Linked DNA regions of Sus scrofa: region 1 is linked to region 2. A link is a contact called in public Hi-C data. All regions are on one chromosome and are shown on one strand. The core of a region is the stretch at or near the end of the contact, and the rest is flanking DNA. Distances in the headings are between cores, read along the strand shown. Region 1 overlaps MAP4K3 (mitogen-activated protein kinase kinase kinase kinase 3). Region 2 holds the start of TMEM178A (transmembrane protein 178A).

What was found. A called contact is a pair of places that touch in the nucleus more often than the background predicts.
Region 1: a contact with region 2 is called in a Hi-C map of skeletal muscle, with 2.1 times the contacts expected there. A contact is called at or near these places in 4 of 47 Hi-C or Micro-C datasets (embryonic fibroblasts, liver and skeletal muscle) and 1 of 2 datasets of targeted methods (skeletal muscle).

The regions. Positions count from the first base shown.
Region 1 is chr3:100,928,328-100,931,833 of Sscrofa11.1, reverse strand. The region is part of intron 1 of MAP4K3 (mitogen-activated protein kinase kinase kinase kinase 3); the gene reads right to left. Among named protein-coding and RNA genes, the nearest start is that of MAP4K3, 43 kb to the right of the region's middle.
Region 2 is chr3:100,885,338-100,888,820 of Sscrofa11.1, reverse strand. It overlaps TMEM178A (transmembrane protein 178A), which reads left to right and starts at 1,798. Exons shown (of 7, transcript XM_021088345.1): 1 at 1,798-1,903. MAP4K3 (mitogen-activated protein kinase kinase kinase kinase 3) reads right to left here and starts at 1,673. Exons shown (of 34, transcript XM_021088336.1): 1 at 1,295-1,673. The coding sequence starts at 1,390.

The sequences.
Region 1 (3,506 bases), core at 539-3,038, 43 kb before region 2:
AGCAATAATTACCAAGAAAACTCTGAAAAAAATGAGCAAACAACTCTAATAGATATCAAAGCATATTTTATAAACCCTCAAGAGTTAAAACAGTGTAGAAGTGGCAAATGAATGGACAGACCAACAGAATAAAACAGAAAAGTTCAGAAATAGAGCCACATAGTTTCCAAACAAGAGAGATAGTCCGATAGAAAAATGAAGAAATTACATAAAAAACAAATACAAATAAGATAACAAACATAAAATCCTTAGCCTAACTCATGGAAACACAAGTGAGAAGCATTTATCAGAAGCGAAATATGATCTAAGGCCAACCACTCTTCCAAGCTGTGAAGAAACAAGTGTTCCAAGGATCCTCGTACACCGCTGGTGGAAATGCAAAATGTACAGCCCTTATATGAGGGGAATACAGTAACACCTATCAAAATTACAGATGCATTTACCCTTCAACCTATAAACACATTTCTAGGACTCTAAACAAGACACCTATACACACACAAAATAATACATGAACAAGGTTATTCACTACAAAAACTGTTTATAACAACAAAAAATCGAACACATTCAAGTGCTTGGCAACAGACGATTAGTTGAATAAAATATGGCACATACACACAACTGAGTACTACACAGTCAAAAAAAGGGAAGATCTTTATGTACAGATATGGAGAGATCTCCAAGTTACAAAAATGAAAAACAAAACAACAAAGCAAAAAATATTAGTATGTTACCTTTTGAATAAAAGGAGAAAAAATAAGAATATATATTTGAATTAGCTATTTGCATAAAGAAAGTCTGAAAGAATAAGTAGAAAGTTGTAAAGATAGTTACATGTAATTGGTTAGAGAGGAAGAATCCATGGAGGTAGGTAGGAGCAAGACTTCTCGGGGGGTATAAATTCTGTAAAATAGCATTTTTATTTTGAACCATGTGGACAAATATATTTATTTCCTATTCAAATGATCATAAGTTAACAAATATGAAATAGAAAGAAAAAACTGGTTAATGTTTGGTCAAAAAATTTTATTGGACTATGGTATAAGCCTTTCCTCGAGTGATATTTAAAGGACTAACTAAAATTACAATTCTAATCACTGTGTGAAACATCAGATCACACTTGTCTATATTCTCATACTAAATTTCAAAGTAATTTATTAAAACCAGAGGACCTCTTGAACTTTGAAAATTCACACTGCACTATTTGGCAAAAAGTATACCACCATTCGCATACCATTCTTTGCCTAGTTGGAGACACAGTTGCATTTTACTTGTCAATATGTAAGTCAGCAGGAGGAGCGAACACTTATGACAGGCAGTAAATGCTTCTGACAATATAGATAAAGGTTTTAGTAACAGTCAGCTCAGCGCAGGTCAGGCTGGGATTATTCTAAAACTGGCAGGATGGAGTTGGTAAGCAGTAGCTTTCAATCCAGTCAAGGAATGAAAGCAGAGGAGGGAAGCTCACTTCGAATAGCTGCCAGTCTCTTCTTCCAAAGGAACAAAAAAATGACAGGACAAAAGGACATCTTGCTTCCAACTTTGGGGGGTGCTGGGAGTTTTGCTTAGGACCAGAAGGAGGGGAAAGGAAAGTCCACATTTAGCACCTAACTAACATAAAGCAGCTCATTTAAAAAGTATTTTAGAGACTAATTAGTGAAACGAAAAGTAAGATGAAAGGGCTACAGTCTAGCAAAGGCTGCCCCAGACACCCAGGATCAGGGTCAGATAAGCCTGGCAAATGACTTTTAGAGAATCAGAATCTAAGTTACACCCACATCACTCAGAGAAATCTGAGTAGTTACAGAAAACTGTGCCAAAAATTTAAGGGCTCCTCTTACAAGCATACATTTCAGTGTTTATTAGAAGAAACTGCTCTAAGTAAGATCTTTGTTCTTGATACCTAAGATCTAGCTGGGTAAATAATATTTATATGGGGGAGGGTTTAATCTGATAAAAATAGGTATTTTATATATCTGGGAATGTTTTAAAGGCAGATTCACAAAAACAAGCTGGTGAGTTTAGAAACAAGAACCCAATCCTGTGGCAATTTACCCAGACTCCTCTTCAAAGTTCAAGACCCATATATCAATAAGACAATGCCACTTGTCCCCCCACATACCTCAAATTCACCTCCACAAATACTGCTATTCCTGGGATGTAATGCTACTGTACAATACCATCCAATACCCCACACCCAACCCTTCTCTGACACTCCCCACCTCTCCATTCCCAGGATTACAAATGTCTGCTCAGTCTTTTCATTGCTGTTTCCACTCCTAGTGCCGTAGGATTCTAGCCACCATCATCTTTTCTCTGGGTTACTGCAATGGTCTCCAGTCCGGACTCTGTCTTGACTTTTATCATCCATGCATCTAGCAGGTTTTCACTTTTTATTAGCATAAATTGCTCATAATATTCCCTTAAGAGTTTTAAAATATCTGCTCTATTGGTAACTATGCCCTCTTTTTTTCCAAATAATAGTCAACAAATAAATACTATTTATGCCCTCTTTTTTCCTTCTTAGGTGATTCAGTCAGAAACCTGTCTTTTTTCCCTTTCTTTTCAAATATCCAACTTCAGGTTTTACTAATCAGTCATTCCTCTCTCTCTTTTTTCTATACAAGTCCTACCCCTTCTTTTTGTTTCTGTGTCTTCCAGTGCCTATGAATTTACTCTGCTTTTTATTTTAGGTTCCGAAAGTATGCTAACCTGGAGAAGATAGGGCAGCCTATGAACAGTTTTACCCTTCCCTCTGAAAAAACTAAAAAAATAAAATATTAAACAGTTAAAAGGTTTGACACTGAACTAAGACAGTAAACTACAGTGATTCCTGAAAACAGAAAAACAAAACCCTACTGAGCTCTACAACTGTCCCTGCTTATAGCCTAGAGATAATTCTCAGGCTTCAGGGCGGGGAGGGAGAATCCAGATGGTCTGATCATCTCCCGGAGTTGAGGCAATGAAGCTAGGAACATGGGAAAACCAAGGCAGCCAGAATTTGCAGGACACAGTACCCAAAAGAGAACTCCACAGAGAGACAGCCTCAGAGATTAGCAGAGAGTCCATCTCCACCTCAGGTTTTCAGCTCAGTACCATTAGGCCAGTGCATTAGGCCTAAGACAGAACTACTAGGAAAGAGGAGACAGCATAACTCCTCAAGCTCATTAAGGGCCAGGAATAATTCATATTCTCACTAGCTAGAGAAGAAAACCTCATAACTTAAGAGGCAATGAGTAAAAGTATTCAGAAAGATATTACCTCAGTATTGGGAAAAATTAGCCCGAAGCTACAGGATGCTCAGTTCCCACCTAACTCAACTTTAAAACAAACTTCTAAAGGATCTGTTTCCAAAGCAACTTACCTGCACAAAGGTCCACAGAACAAAACTCAAGAACACAGAAACATCCAACACATTTTCACAATGTCTAGAATCCAATAAAAATTGCTGAGCATGAAAAAAAAAAAAAGTAGTTCCCATCGTGGCTCAGCAGAAACCAACCTGACTA
Region 2 (3,483 bases), core at 549-3,048:
AAAATAAAACTGCAATAAAATTATTTCAATGGTTATTTAATATTGTTCCTCTCCAAAAAATAAAGACAAGTAAGACTTGGGAAGATGTCTCTTTTACTACTATAACCCAAGTGCTTCGAAAGATGCACAGTACCTTATATGCAAGGCACCCGTGTTGTTTTATGCAGAAAAGTGGTGAAATAAGTGATGATGGAAAGCAAATCATCCACAAAACAAGACTAATGCAGATTACTGGCTGCACTGTACTAAATACCTACCTTACCATATGTGTTACAGTGAAGCAAAAGCAAAAATCTACCGCTTCAATCTGGACAAAAGAAAGTTAAGACTAAACTTTCCAAAGTAAAATTAGTTCCCTTGCACAGCTTCAGGTGTTATGTGAAACAGGAGGAGTTCCACTTCAGTTACAAGTAAGAAGATACTCGACCAAATCAAGACTGCTGCCACATTTGGCACTAGCCTCCTCTTCTTGGCAGTCTCTGCGGGGCCAAGAGTTGAGCTGGCCAGGGAAGCATGATTTATCTCCCACATTTAGAAGTGGTCCCTCTACAACAGGAATGCTGTACTACTAATGGACTTTGAATCCTCACCTTGTCATACCAGTACCTTTCCTAAGTATTTGCTAAATAAAAAAAAGCTGATTCCTATGTACCACTAGCAAAAACAAGTTTAATAAAGCACCATATTCCGATTTGAGCTGGAGAAAACAAAGTTGCTCTTTCGTCAGAGAGAGAAAGTTATACTAACTAGATCTCTCTTTCTTTACAAAACAAAGTCATTACTTGGAAAATTAAAAGAAACTAGCCTGCGGACGCTAAGAGGCTAAAAGCTGAGGGGTGGTCGATGTCGGCTGCCCAGTGCAATCACCACCAGGTCTGGAGGACAGCAGTTGCCAACGCATCGCGGACAACCCCAGGTCCGCATGAAGCACGCAGGTTTGACAGACGCCAAACCCCTGCGGTCCGGCTGGCCGCCCGGATCCTGCCAATGCAACAAACGCGATGACCCTCTCTGCGCGCGGATGAGCAGCGTAGCCGCCGCCGGTCAGCCCTCCCCGGGAAATGTGCGTCCGGGGCAAGATCAGGTAAGGACTCGGAGGTCCCCGGGTTAATCGTCTGGCCCTTTGTTCGCTGCACGGCCGCGGAGCCCTGGGCGCCCGCTGCTCCTCCTCCCCCACGGCTCCCGGACGCCAGCGTCTCTCGCCGAGAGGCAGCGGCTCGCCGGCGCCCCGGGCCCTCCCCGCGGCGGGTCAGCGCCCCCGAGGCCTCGGCGGCGCGCGGCCCCTCACCCTCACCTTGTAGACGTCGCCGTAGGTGCCGCTGCCGATGCGCTGAATCAGCTCGAAGTCTTCCTGCGGGTTCCGGCGGGACAGATCGAAACCGGGGTTCATGGCGGGCCCCGGGTGCCCCCCGCCTCCCTCCCGAGCAGGGGAGGGGGGCGCTCAGGGGGCCACACGGAGAGTGGGAGCCGCAGCCGGCCCCCTGCTCCCCCGGCGGTCACAATCGCCCGGCCCCACGCTGCGGCCGCCGCCGCGGACGACGACGACCGGCCTAACCGTCCCCGCCCCCCGCAGCCCGCCGCGGCGCCGAACCCGGGTCACACCCACACGGAGCGAAGAACGCTCGCAGCCCCTCGCTCCGGGTGAAACTCCAACATGGCTTCCGCTTTCGCCGCTCCTCCCCCTCCCCTTACTCCGGCTCCTCCACCCTCCTCCCTCTTTTCCCGGCTCTGGCGCGACTGCGCAGCCGCGATCCCGGAGGGAGCGCTCTCCGACCCCGCGCGCGGCCCGCCCGGTGCGCGCTCCGCTTCGCGCGCCTCTCGAGCTAGGGCAGACTGCCTGCACTACCCGGCCCGAGCGGACCGTGGACCCGCGCGCGACGGCTGCCGTGAGGTGCCAGAAAAGGTTCGCGTGCCCCTGGGACCACCGGCCGGGGGGAAGGACTGGGGGAGGGGGGCAAGCAGAAAAGAGCCCTTGGTGGCCTCTCATTCCCCCAGCGCCTCATCAGGTCCACATCCTAAGCAGGTAGCATAGTTTTAATCTGCAAGACGACCAGTGACCCAAACTATTCTTTTTTTCAGAAACAGCTACATATAGAACACAGCCCACTACCACAGACTTTCAGGGGTCGTCCTGAGGAAAGCCCTTGGGAAAGTGAGCTGTGCGTGGTCCACTCAGGCCCTTGGACTTGACCTGCCAGTGTGCAAAAGAAGATAGGCCAGGAGGGCGGCTGGGAGGAGTCGGTGGGCGTGGGAAAACACGAGAGAAAATGCGCCAAACGGCCTCCAGCTAGCCTCCATGAAGGGCGTGGGAGCAGACAGAGCCCAGCACTAAAGCTTGACCTTGACCAGAGACGTCTGGATATCAAAGACCCGGGCGGGGACTGTGTAAGCTGTCAAGCAACCTTCTGGAGGAGAGGTGAGGGTTGGGGTGAAGTGTGGACAAGATCCCTTCCCACAGCTGAAATGTCAACACGTGATGATATGGAAGCTCTATAGTTTACCTACCCTAAGCCCCACCCTGCATAAGACCCAGATTGCAAGCACTGCGTGCCATCTCTGTGAACACTAGCACCAGCTCTTACCATCTGTCCAAGAAAGCATGTGGGTATGGGGGATTAATTTTTGTTCTCGATAAATTGACCACTAGGCATTCTCAAAAGCTTTGATCAAGTAGGTAGGTGATGGCCACTTTGGCAATACCACTTTGGAGCTTTGCTTCAGAAACGCTTTCCTAATACTCTTAGGCTCCACATCTTCTGAACATTAATGTTCCCAAATGCCTTATGGCTCCCTGAGAAACTAGGTCTTATCAAACCAGTTGAGGATAAAATAAGTATAATCAAATAATAGTCAAGTGAAATACTTAGAGTTAACTGCCTCATACTTTTTTTGTCTTTTCAATCCTTTGGCTTATGGCAAGATTGCATGTTTACTAAATTCTCAAGTTGTTTGCTCTGGGCATCTATTGACTGAAAGATGTTGGGAAATGACCATCTCTTGACCTGTACAAGCCGACTTTCAGTTGTCTAGTTTTTAATTATTTTAAAGTATCAGTACTATGAACATCATCACTTAAATTGCTACCTGATGAGTACTTATCTTTGGGTTTCTTCTTCATCTTATTTTTTTTTTTTTATTGGCTGCACCCATGGCATGTGGAAGTTCCCATGCCAGGAATTGTATCTGAGCTGCAGGTGCAATCTTCAGTTGTGACAACACCAGATTCTAACCCACTGCACAGGGCTGGGGATTGAACCTATGCCTCTGCAGCAACCCTAGGCACTACAGTTGGATTCTTAACCCACTGCATCACAATGGGAACTCCAGGTTCTTCTAAGTGGATCTGCCTTAAAGCTCTGGTATCTTGAAAACTGACTATAAATGTTATTCCGTGGCTAAGGACCCTGTTTTTGCCTGTTTAAGGCACTTGCCCAGAATGTAGGCCTTCCTTCAGCCTGTCCACTTTTGGAGAATTGCTTGGCC